Linked DNA regions of Sus scrofa: regions 1 and 3 are each linked to region 2. A link is a contact called in public Hi-C data. All regions are on one chromosome and are shown on one strand. The core of a region is the stretch at or near the end of the contact, and the rest is flanking DNA. Distances in the headings are between cores, read along the strand shown. Region 1 holds the start of LOC100517194. Region 2 holds the start of SAP30 (histone deacetylase complex subunit SAP30). Region 3 holds the start of GALNT7 (N-acetylgalactosaminyltransferase 7).

Evidence for each region. A called contact is a pair of places that touch in the nucleus more often than the background predicts.
Region 1: a contact with region 2 is called in a Hi-C map of omental adipose tissue, with 2.0 times the contacts expected there. The contact joins the promoter of LOC100517194 here to the promoter of SAP30 in region 2. A contact is called at or near these places in 2 of 47 Hi-C or Micro-C datasets (embryonic fibroblasts and omental adipose tissue).
Region 3: a contact with region 2 is called in a Hi-C map of subcutaneous adipose tissue, with 1.7 times the contacts expected there. The contact joins the promoter of GALNT7 here to the promoter of SAP30 in region 2. A contact is called at or near these places in 2 of 47 Hi-C or Micro-C datasets (heart right ventricle and subcutaneous adipose tissue) and 1 of 2 datasets of contacts at active chromatin or transcription factors (alveolar macrophages).

The regions. Positions count from the first base shown.
Region 1 is chr14:16,457,958-16,461,997 of Sscrofa11.1, forward strand. LOC100517194 reads right to left here and starts at 1,259. Exons shown (of 6, transcript XM_021073071.1): 1 at 1,213-1,259; 2 at 688-947; 3 at 479-592. The coding sequence starts at 1,259. HAND2 (heart- and neural crest derivatives-expressed protein 2) reads left to right here and starts at 2,132. Exons shown (of 2, transcript XM_013982698.2): 1 at 2,132-2,767. The coding sequence starts at 2,213.
Region 2 is chr14:16,679,902-16,683,458 of Sscrofa11.1, forward strand. SAP30 (histone deacetylase complex subunit SAP30) reads right to left here and starts at 2,049. Exons shown (of 7, transcript XR_002338366.1): 1 at 1,405-2,049.
Region 3 is chr14:16,836,620-16,840,439 of Sscrofa11.1, forward strand. It overlaps GALNT7 (N-acetylgalactosaminyltransferase 7), which reads right to left and starts at 1,388. Exons shown (of 12, transcript XM_021072438.1): 1 at 1,134-1,388. The coding sequence starts at 1,259.

The DNA of each region.
Region 1 (4,040 bases), core at 9-2,508, 220 kb before region 2:
CGCACTCCGCGTGGGACACTCTTTTCCACACAGACCCATCCGGCAGAATCCTCAGCTTCACAGCGGCCTCCCCTCAGGGCTTCTAGCCAAGCCTTGGGGATCATTTCAAGCTCCTGACACCGGCCACCCCCACGCCCCACCCCTACCTCTTGCAAGCTTTCTCTAGGAGCTCAGGCCACAGCCACTCGGGCGCCGCGGCCCCGGTGCCCTGCGGCCGGGTGACTTACAAGTAGAGATCCATTTTCCGTTATAATGCGTTCAAGATCACGAAGGCCAGCAGTCTAAACATCCACGAGCCGTCCTCCCGGCCTGCCTCTTAAACTGGTGTTTAATGGTTCCCCTCCGATAACTAAACCTGCTTTCCACAGATGCCCGCTTTTATGGGAGAGGCAGGAATGCAGAGATATATTTATATGTTTGTTCATAAAAACTGGAAAATAAGCTCTGAACACGCTGTAAAAAATATTCAGTTACTTACCAAACAGGCTAGTTAAACCAGGGGAACACCGATACCCGCCACACAACATAGATTCGGGGAATCGAGGTGCCTGCGCTTTGAAGTCGCCCAAGGTCTTCGCCGAGGCTGGTGTCCCTGAAGAACATGGAAATAAGAGCATTTACAACTGGCGTGACCGTTAGTCCCGGGGTCTCAGCCACGATCTCCAAAAACAGCCACAATATCACCACCTGCCCAGATGGCCCCAGCCTGGGTAACGTGGTGGGTATATCCAGCGACGATGAGGCGGGCATTTCCAGCGTGCGCCCAGGTCAAAGCCTCAGCTTTGCCCGCGGCGCCCCGCCGCCAGCCTCGGCCAGAGACGCGCCTTTGTGGGGGCGCAGCCGCCCGCCGCCTCTGCTCCCACTGCGCCCGCTGCCTGCTGGTTTTCTTGCCTAGGTTACCTACAGAACACTTCGAAAAGCAATATCTGCCTTCTTTCCCCACCCCCCTTCAAACCAGTAAAGAAAGCGGAGTGATACTGTACCTGATTTGAGATTCTTCAATATTTGAGACTTAGGGGAAAATATTTTAATAGTGAAGCATCTGTTAAACACTTGCATTAACCTCTGGCTGATAAAAAAGTTTTTTTTTTAACCCTGCCCCCCCCTCGTTTTAATTATCTTATGGTTATGAAGGGGCAGCCAATCCTGAAAGAGGACCTCGGCAATTAGCAACGAGAACATCAAAAAGTTTTATTGCGGAGAGCGCGAGGCGCCGCCCCCGCCGCCCCGGGATTGGCGTGAGGAGCCTCTGACGACATATATTAACCCGAGCGGCCCTAAAGATGTAGCTGTACATGGAGATCTTGCTGGGAAAATCCGCTTGCTCCCCTCACGGCGTCCAGTCCCGGAGAACAGCCGCCGCCGCCGTCACCCAGGAGCCCCCACGGCCGCTGCGCAACAGCCCTCCAAGCCCCAGCCGCCGCCTTCGCGCTCCAGGGCGCCTGCAGGGCTCAGATCCTTCCCCCGAAAGGAGAGGCTCTGAGAAAATGGATGCACTGAGACCTCTCTGAAAACCCTCCGAGGGAGCACGAGAGGAGAGCGGAACACGTTACTCGCTGCTAAAGTCACATTCCAGGACCAAAACAACAACAACCAAAAATTTCATTAAAACAATAAGCGCCCAAGAACCCAGATCAGGCTGGTTGGGGGAGGGGAAGGGGCGGGAAGGGGAGGGTCGCATGGAGGTAGCTTCACAGTGAGCGGTCGACCCCGCCGCCTCCCCGCAGAGCCGGGCCGGCTCCTCCAGCCGCGGCTCGGACTCTTCCCGGGATTCGGAGGAGCCGCGGCGCCAGGAGCGCGGCCGGGGCGCGGAGCCCGGCGACTCGGCCGAGCAGCCCCGCGGGAGCCGGGACGCCTTTGCATGAGCACGAGAGGACTGTGCCTGCCCGCAGCAGCCCGGGAAGCAGGACCCCGCGCGCGGGCCGTGGAACAAGGCGGGAACCGGAGGCGGCGGCGGCCAGGGGCGCACGGTGCCGGGACCAGCTCGCCGCGCCCTATGGGGAGCCGGCGGCCGCGGCGCTGCTGAGGCGGGCCCCGCGGGCCAGGCGGGTGGCCGGGGCCCGGGCTGCAGCAGCCCCCTCTGCGGCTGCGGGGCCGGCCCGGGCACCGGGGGGCTGGGGGTGGGGGGTGGGGGAGGACGCCGAGCGCCGAAGCAGGGGCCCGGGCTGGGGGCGCGGCGGGGCTGCGCGCACGCTGGGGCGCGGAGGGCGAAATGAGTCTGGTTGGGGGCTTCCCTCACCACCCGGTGGTGCACCATGAGGGCTATCCGTTCGCCGCGGCCGCGGCCGCTGCGGCCGCCGCGGCCGCCAGCCGCTGCAGCCACGAGGAGAACCCCTACTTCCACGGCTGGCTCATCGGCCACCCCGAGATGTCGCCCCCCGACTACAGCATGGCCCTGTCCTACAGTCCGGAGTACGCCAGCGGTGCCGCCAGCCTGGACCACTCCCATTACGGGGGGGTGCCGCCGGGCGCCGGGCCCCCGGGCCTGGGGGGGCCGCGCCCGGTGAAGCGCCGGGGCACAGCCAACCGCAAGGAGCGGCGCAGGACTCAGAGCATCAACAGCGCCTTCGCCGAGCTGCGCGAGTGTATCCCCAATGTGCCCGCCGACACCAAACTCTCCAAGATCAAGACGCTGCGCCTGGCCACCAGCTACATCGCCTACCTCATGGACCTGCTGGCCAAGGACGACCAGAACGGCGAGGCGGAGGCCTTTAAGGCGGAAATCAAGAAGACAGATGTGAAAGAAGAGAAAAGGAAGAAGGAGCTGGTTAGTACCAGGGGACGGCGGGCGGTGGGGTGTGGGGGACCGAGAATCCCGGTCTCTTTCCCTTTGGCCTGAGCAATGGCACACCGCGCTCTCTGCTGCATCCTGAGACAAGGTTGTTTGCACCAGGTTGTGGTCGAGATGGTTTCCCGAAGAAGCAGAGGAGGTGGGGGAGGGTGTCAGCACGCGGAGGAGGTTAAGAGGGATGCTTCGTGTGGGTGATCTTCCCTCCGGGTCATTGCTGCTCTCCCCCCCCCCAACACCCCCCCCCGCACCCCGCTCCCCCGGGCCCTTGAGGCAGGACTCAGGTTCCGAATTGATCTTCTGATCGCACTGGCCCGGACCCCTCATTTTCTGTCCTTTAGAGCCTTCATTTGGCGTCCAATCCGATCTTACTTTCAGATAGTTATAAAATAAGTTGTTTAGAAGCGCTTGATTCCAATGATTTCACTGTTGATCGCATTGTCCCCTTTTAAGATCGAGGCTGCCACTGATTCTAAGAGAGTTTTGTGGTTGTTCTGATTACTATGCCCAGTTACGTAAAGGTTAACATAAAATATGTACTTTTAACTTCAAAATGCATCTCGTTTCTCTCTGGCAGTGAAGATAAAATGTAACTTCCCAGGCGACTGTACTTAAATGGGCATTTCTTGTTTTGTTTGCATGAGCCCATTTAAGACAAATGGTAAATATTACCACTGTCATTTTATCGTTAACAAAAATGAAAAATTATAACTGAAAATTAGTTTTCTCAAGTACCTACCAGGTGCCCATAGGGTAGTGGTGTTTAGAGCAGGGCTATTCCCATGAAAGGCCTGCAAAATAATCCCATTTGTCAAGTTTTCCTTCTTGGGGCCTGTGGCGTTTTAGTTGCTGCATAGTCGAGTGATCCGGGGTAACCAGGGATTTTGGAGGCCTTGGAGGAGAGCCGAGCCGGAGGCCGAGCCACCGGCAGACAGGCCCAGGCGGAGGCACTTGGCCCATCTTCCCTAGAGCGCAGATCTGGGACTGCGATTGAAACAGGGAAACCAGATTTAGCGCCAACCCCCCCGCTCGCAGCCCTACATCTGGAGTTAAAGAGAAGGCCCCCAGTTCCTCCATAAACGACTTGAAAACGGGTGGTTGTTTATAAACTTGCCGATCCGGGAGTTGAGCCTGCAGGCTTGCGGAGGCCTGGGCGGTAGCGAGGGCAGAGCAAGGCTTCATAGCTCTTCTGCAGGGGCTGGGACTAGAAACCATCACACCCACCATCCCTTGCTAACTCTCTCAGTCTCTT
Region 2 (3,557 bases), core at 799-3,298:
TTTTTTTCTACTCTTTTAAGTCCTGCACCCAGTTAAAACATACCACCCATACCATGGTCTGGTAATATTGTTAAAAGGACTGGGAGTGGAGCGGGAGTGGGAGACGTGGGGGGGAGAGGGGTGCCTGTAAGGTTAAGAGAGATGCAAAGGAAAGAGAAATGTCAACCCTCATGATTCTGTCATCAAACAGTAGCCATGGTATACTAGATTAGTGAGGTCATGCTGTTTTTTTTAACAATGGAAAATTGATATTGTTCACAATGTTGCTATTTGATAATATTTCTCTACTTAAAAATCGTTAATACCGTAACTATGCTTCCTAATTTTTCTAATTTAATACATTATCATCCAGATACAAACTACACATTTTTACAAATAAGCTACTGATTTCATACCCTAGATAAATTTATTTTTTTCTAGATAAATTTAAATCATAAATTTTTCTGAGTATTAAGTAAATGCACTTGTCTGTGATACGTTTTTCCAACCAAAGCAATGTGAAATTACACAAGTATACCTGAAAAGGTTCTCATGAACACGACTAAGGAACTGTTAGAACACGCAGAAAATATCCCAAATAAACTTTTCAAAAAAGACTTTATTACATTGTCCTGAGAGCTGTATAGTAACATCTGAAATACTGGGTGTCGTACATTAACAGTTACTCCTTAAAAAAATAATTGAAAGCAGAACTAATAGGCTTTCAAATTAACCTCTGAGCTAAGTGCAAGTTAAAAATATGCAGGACGTGTGCTAGTTCTGACGTCTTGTTATTTATACTGCCGGCTCAAGCTCCGAAAAGTGGAAATGGTTGTTTATAAAAACCTCATAGGTGGTCAAAAGAACAGATCCGCACAAGGACGAAAAAAGAAACCCTGATGGCTGCCAAACCGAGGGTAAAACCGCGGAGGCTGCGTGCTCCGCATGTCGATAGCAGCGGCCCTAGATGCTGACACTGAGCGCCCGGCTCCCGGCGCGGGGGACGAGGAACTGGATCTCCTCGCCCGCGGCGTCAGTCCTGGCAGGACTCCACTTTCCCTAGACCGGGAGCTACTCCCCGGGGCCAGCCGCCAGTTCGGGCAGCCGAACAAAGACACCTGGTTCCAGAAGGAGCTACCGGGCTATGGGAAAACTACTCTGGGCCTCAGCGCAGCTGCCCTCTTTGTTCCGCTCCCCTACCTCGGCGGGGGAGGAGGGGAGCGGGTCCGCCGCGCAAGTGTGCCGCTCGGGCTGCCGTCCCGGCTGAAGCACTTTGTTGTTTGCTTCCTACTAAGGATCCCGGAACCGGCTCGCGCTGCGCCCTTCTGGGCCCCTGCACCCCTACCCGCCTGGCGTCGGCTCCGCTCCCGAGAGCCCAGAGGGTGGGCAGGGCAAGCCAGGCCAGGCCGTCCCGCCGCCACTTACGCTCTTATCCAGCTCGATCTTCACCTTCTTCTGAGAGATGCTCTTCTGGATCCTCTTGCTGAAGCTGGCGTTGCCCGCCGCCCGGCTGCACCGCTCGCCGTCCTCCCGCAAACAACACAGCTGCCCGGGGCCCGGCCCGGCCGCCCCCGGGGGCCCCGCAACCGAAACCGCCCCGGCGCCGGGCACCTCAGCTCCAGAGCCCGCTCCGGCCCCGTTCCCTGCAGAGGCGGCGGCCGCGGCGGCGGCCGCGACCACGGCAGCCACCGCAGCGGCTGCGTCCCCGCCGCGGCTTATGTCCTCTGGCGTGAAGCCGTTCATGTCCCCGAGCTGGCGGCGCCGCGCTGACAGAAGCCCCAGCTCGCCGCGCTGCTTGCCTCTCGGGAGACGCCGGGGTCTCAGCGGTCCCTCAGACACCTGCGCGGCGGCAGCTATTCACTCTGAGCCCGAGCCCTCCGCCCAAAACCAGAGGTCCCTGGCCTGCCGCTGTCTGCTGGCGCCGGGACAGGGCACAAGGTGTGTGGTTGGGAACCGCGGTCGGGCGTCGTTTGGAGCTAGGACACCCCTCTCTGTCACATGGAGACTCCTCAGCAGTTGGACCGTGGCGCCTCCGCCTCCGCCTCTCTTCAGTCCTCGACTTGCGCAAGCGCTTTGTGCCCTCGCCCAGCCCGAACCCGTCCACTCTGCCGCAGGGCACCACGGGAATTGTAGTTCCCCTTCCGGGAGTTAACCCGAGCTCCAATATGACCCAGTGCTTCGCGGTTTAGGGAGACTACTCACCCCAGCATACATCGCGCGGAGGCGGGCCGGCTTTTTTGTGTGTAAAGCACAGGGAAAACAAGGACTTGTGGTTGGGGGTTGCTGTGTTTTCTGGCTTCTGGTCTGTCCCGGGAAGTTAGGCTGTGTTTAGCTCCCAGGATTTTGCAGAGCTGGCATTCTAGAGGAAGAGGTCACTCAACTCCGGAGGCGTAGCACAAAACGTAGGGGCCGTGGGTGGGAGGGGAGGGAAGTGAGCCTGTGGGAAAAAGTTTTGGGGCCGTTTTCGTATCACTGGTAAAAGTTTTTGCCGTGATACCGTTTTTGTGGGAAACCCAAACCAAGGAAGATGGGCGCCCTGGCGTTTTCCGGGCCCTCCAGGTCCCGCAGCTAACACCAAGGGATCTGGAGGGCATCTCCACCAACTGACGCCCCAAATTGTCCATTAGGGCGCCTGCCTGAGGTGGGGAACGCTGGTCCCGACCCCCGTGACCCCGCCTCTCCGCGCGCTCGGCCGCATCGCTAATGCCTGGCTAGAGGCCGCTGCCAAATCCTCGCATTGTCCCTGCGAGGGACGTGCACTCTGTCCGCTGCCTCCAGAGGTGGAGCTGCTGACGTGTGGACTTAACGGGGCAGCTTTCTTTTCCGGGGAACCGGGAGCTGGTCTAACCGTTCCTGAGGCTGCCGGCACTCGCCCTGCCCCAAGGGCATGGGGTGGGAGGGGCCGCATCTTCCGTGAGCACGCGTGTGTATGCGTGCGTGTGGACGCGTGTCTGTGGAGGTCGGGGTGGAGGGATGGGAGAGGCTGGTACGAAAGCTGCACCTTTGCTGGTTGCACCGCTTCATTATTTGTCAGTATGTATATCCTGTTTAACAATTACATTGTTTAAACAAAAATAGAAAGCGATTAGGTTTTTTGAAAGTTCTTTTATATTTACGGAGTGAACTTATTTATAGATGGTTATTTAAAATGTAAAGTGTCATCTGCACTGAAATTCAAAGCCATCCAGTCCATCTGTGCACTTCTGTCCTAGGGTAAAGAAAGGAAGAAAAAATAAATAAATGGAGTGGGTAAAAGAAAGATACTGAGTGGTGTTAGCTTTTCCAGCTGCACTGTCCAGTAGGGTGTCCGCTTGCCTTATGTGTATATTGAGCACTTGTGTTTTTTGTGAATGAAAAACTGAATTGTTAATTTTACCTCATTTAAATATTTAATACTGATTTCAGTAATCAGAGAATTATTAAATAGGAACAACTTGGATAAGAATCTTTTTTTTCTTAAAAATTTTGTGAAATCTGAATTTAGCATCTCAACTGAGATGTGTGGTAAGTGAAAACTAGAAGCAGGATTTCAAAGACTTAGTACCATAAGTTTTTTTAAAAAAAGTATATTGATGGAG
Region 3 (3,820 bases), core at 138-2,637, 160 kb after region 2:
GAGGACTTACAGGGAACCCAACCCAGACGCGATAAACACAAGAGTCCACTGCCGTGAAGATTTCAAGTACTCGGTAAAACTTCTATCTAACCTCCTCACACAGGTAGGAACTCATAAGGAAATCTCTTCAGGATTCTTCGTGCTGAAAGGACGCCTTTCTCACTCAACTTCCCGACGCTAACTTTCCAGAAGGAAAGTTAATAAAGGCGACCCACGGATGCAATGCGGATGCTGCACGCAGAAGGCGCGGAGCCCGGCCGCTCGCCGCCCCCGGCCGCTCGCCGCCCCCCGCCGGGCCCCCGCGTCCGCTGGAAGGCAGGCGCGCGGCCACAACGCGCCGCGGGTCGGGTGGGGGGCGCGGCCGAGTCCCCGGAGCTGCAGTCCGGGCTCCGGTCCCCAGCGTCGCCTACCGATGGGAAGTGCGGACGGCGGACAGCGCGTCTTGAGGAACCCTGGGCGCTGACGGCACCCGCACAAGTTAGTTTGGCGGCCCCTTGGGCCCGACCTCAGCCCGGGGAGGGGAGGGGCGGGCTCCGTCCCGACGGGGCGACCGGGGACGGGGCGACCGGGAGGGGGCTCCGGGGCCGAGGGGCCGCGCGCGGGCGGGCGAGGGCGGCAACCGAGAGGCGGGAGGGAGGCCGGTCCGCGCGAGGCCTCGACCGCGCATCTCCCGTCCCCGCGCCGGAGCCGAGGGGGCGGCGCTCTCCCGGGGGCGGGGCCGCGCACTCCCACCGGGGTGGGCGGCTGGGGGCGCCGAGGACCAGGCGGTGGGGCGGGGGCGGCCAGACGCAGGGGCCTGGTCCACACCGGCTGCGGCCCCTCGCCTCCGTCAGGCCTGCGCGCGCCACAGGCCGCATCCTGGACCAGCCCCGCGTCCCCGGCCGCCGCCGCGGTCCGGCCCTCGCTAGTCGGAGCTGGGCAGCCCAGCTCCCCCGCACCCGCGGTCCCGGCGCAGAGGACGGCCCCCGAGCCTCCGCCGCAGCGCGGGGGCGGCGCTGGACGAGGGCTCGAGCCCCCACCCGCCGCGCCACCTGCGGAGCCCGCGCCCGACCCGCCGCCCCTGCTCCCGCCACGCGCGCGAACAAAACAAGTTGCAGGTCGCAGCCGCCGGAGGGGGCGGGCGGGTCACTCACCCTCATCCTGCTCAACGGGCTCGGCTCGTCCGGCCGCGGGGACAGAGAGGACCAGAGAACTACCAGCCCCAGGAAGCTGCCCACCACCAGCAAACTGCGTAAGAGGAGCCCGATCTTCAGCCTCATCTTCCTCAGGCGGCGAGAGGCGCACAGCCCGGCGCAGCCGCCGCCGCTGCTCTCCTCCCTCCTTCCCCCTCCGCGCTAGCCGCCTCCTCCCGCCCCCGCCGCCCGGCGGCCGCCCTTCCCGCCGCCGATCCGGAACTCCCCTCGGGGGGCCGCCCCGCCCCCGTCCGGCCCCGCCCCGCCCCCGCCCCGCCGGCCCCCGCCCCTCCCCCGAGCCGCCCCCGACCGGGGCCGCAGCCCTTCTCCGCCGCTGTCCACTACCCCTGCAGGTTCTGCTGTCTTGCGACTAACTTACATGCCCCCCCCAGGACTGTGCCCAGCCTCGGCCCCCAGCGCTCAGCCCCTGAGGCTGCCGGGCTCCCCAACTTTTAGTGCCGTTTGGGGCTATAACTCTGTCCTTAACGCCTGCCCTCCGGCCCGGTGCCTGCAGGATACAAACCAGGAAGTCGGGGTTGCAGCTGCCGCAGCTCCACGTGGCTGATTTATAGCTGGGAGGATTTTTTCTTATTGATTGTTCTCGCTTTTTCACAGGGCTCCTTAAGGAGGTGGATTTGTAAGCGAAAGGCCCAGGTGTGATGTGCAAATATCACCGGACTGCAGGAGCTCTCTTGGAAAGCCGGTAGAGTGTCGCTTTCTCTTGAGCTAATTAGAAGAAAGGCAGTCTAGTGCGAATAAGCAATACCAGCCTTGTTCAAGGGCTAAATTTCTATTCTGAGGACTAAGGATTTCGGGATTTTTAAACCAGTACTCTACCCTCATCGCCTCTCTCAGACCTGATTTTTGCCTCTTGATGGAGGTTCCTTGATTTCTGTTTTTCAAAGGCCTTTCTACCTGAGACCTAAAATACAGGGGAAAGGATATTGACAAATGTTTATACAGATGCCCCACCCGGAGGAAATAATTTTTGTGCACATATCTCCCAATAAAGATGTCAGTCATCTCACTCTTCTGCCAGGGCATTTACATTATCAGGATGCATATCCTAACTGCCTAATTCAAGTTGAACAGAATGTTTAATATCCTAAGTTTCAGGACTGTGAAAGTGCATCCTTCTTCCTAATATTGTCTCCTATCTGCAAGTACTTTAAAACAAGTGAAACCTGGTTGTTTAAATTTTTAGATTAAAGTAGAGAGTTTGAATCATCAAGATAGAGAATCGTGACCAGCCAAACTCTTTGTGCTACACTAGCTAATATATTGGGGAATTCCATAGATGCTGTAATTTCAGAATCCCCGTGAAATATTTACAGTAATGTTTTAAACAACATGAGGAAATGTGGAATGGATGACAGTATAGTCAGGTGTATTGGCTAAATTGTACACAGTAATGCCTAAAAGCCCAAGGTGGAGCACCAGAGGAGGGCTGTCAGGGGTTGCATGTGAATCACTGTCTGACTCAGCAATTTTATCAACCACTAAGTTTAAAAAAGTTGTTTTACTATAAGACAAGGGAGATTTTACTGAAGACCTTTTTTTTTTTTTTTTTGATGAAAAAGAATATTTCATTGATAAAGTATGGACCGTCTGGGTAATGTAAAAAGCTAGTGCTCCACTCCAGCGTCAGTTCAGGTCCATGTGGGGATCCAGGACTCAACTGTACCCAGGTGATTCTGACCCAGGTAATCTGTGCACCACCTTCAGAAAAACGGTGAAAGGAAGGGGTGCTTGGGGAAAGATTTGTTTAGATGACTTTGGAAAGCAGGAATAGGGTCATTTGTGGGCCCAAGTTCACAAGTGAGGAGGACACCTTTGCAAAGTAGCCTCCCCTCAAAGAGCCTGGGCTTGGAGGAGGTGACCTTCACAGGATCTTATTCTGGCCACACGAGGGAATAATTCCATTTGAAATCAGCAGCTGAAGTCCACCAGGAGTAATTAAACCTTTCATCTGGGCTCTCTTTTCCACATTTAGAGGAGACCATTTTTGATTATTAAGAAAATAGGGAGCTTTATTTTTACTGCTATGAGTGTAGTCTGGCAGGTGTGCAGATTGAAGGTGATCCTCATCATTGAAGTTCCTGTTGTGATAAGAACGCGATAAGTTGGTTAAGAACCCGACTAGTATCCATGAGGGCACAGGTTCTATCCTGGCCTTGCTCATTGGGTTAAGGATCTGGTGTTGCCACAAGCTGCAGTGTAGGTTGCAGATGCGGCTTGGATCTGGCATTGCTGTGGCTGTGGTGTAGGCTGGCAGCTGTAGCTCCAATTTGACCCCTAGCCTAGGAACCTCCATGCGCAGCAGGTATGGCCCTAGAAAAGAAGGAAGGAAGGAAGCAGAAAGGAAGGAGAGGAAAGAAGGAAGGAGAAAAGAAAAAAAAAAAAGGTCCTTATCATTCACTGACATAACCAGAAGGATTCTTGAGCAGAAATGGTATTCAGAAAGACTCTGCTACACTCTTTAAGTTTTGCACAGAAAACTTAAAATATCCATGAAAGAACACAAAACTAGAAATTGACTAGTGGGGAAAAGCCCATGCTCCTCTGAGTCCTCAGGATGCTTAAAAGAAACTGAAAGTTTACCTTAAAATATTTGCCCATTGCAACATTTGCTGGGAGGCAGCTTCTGC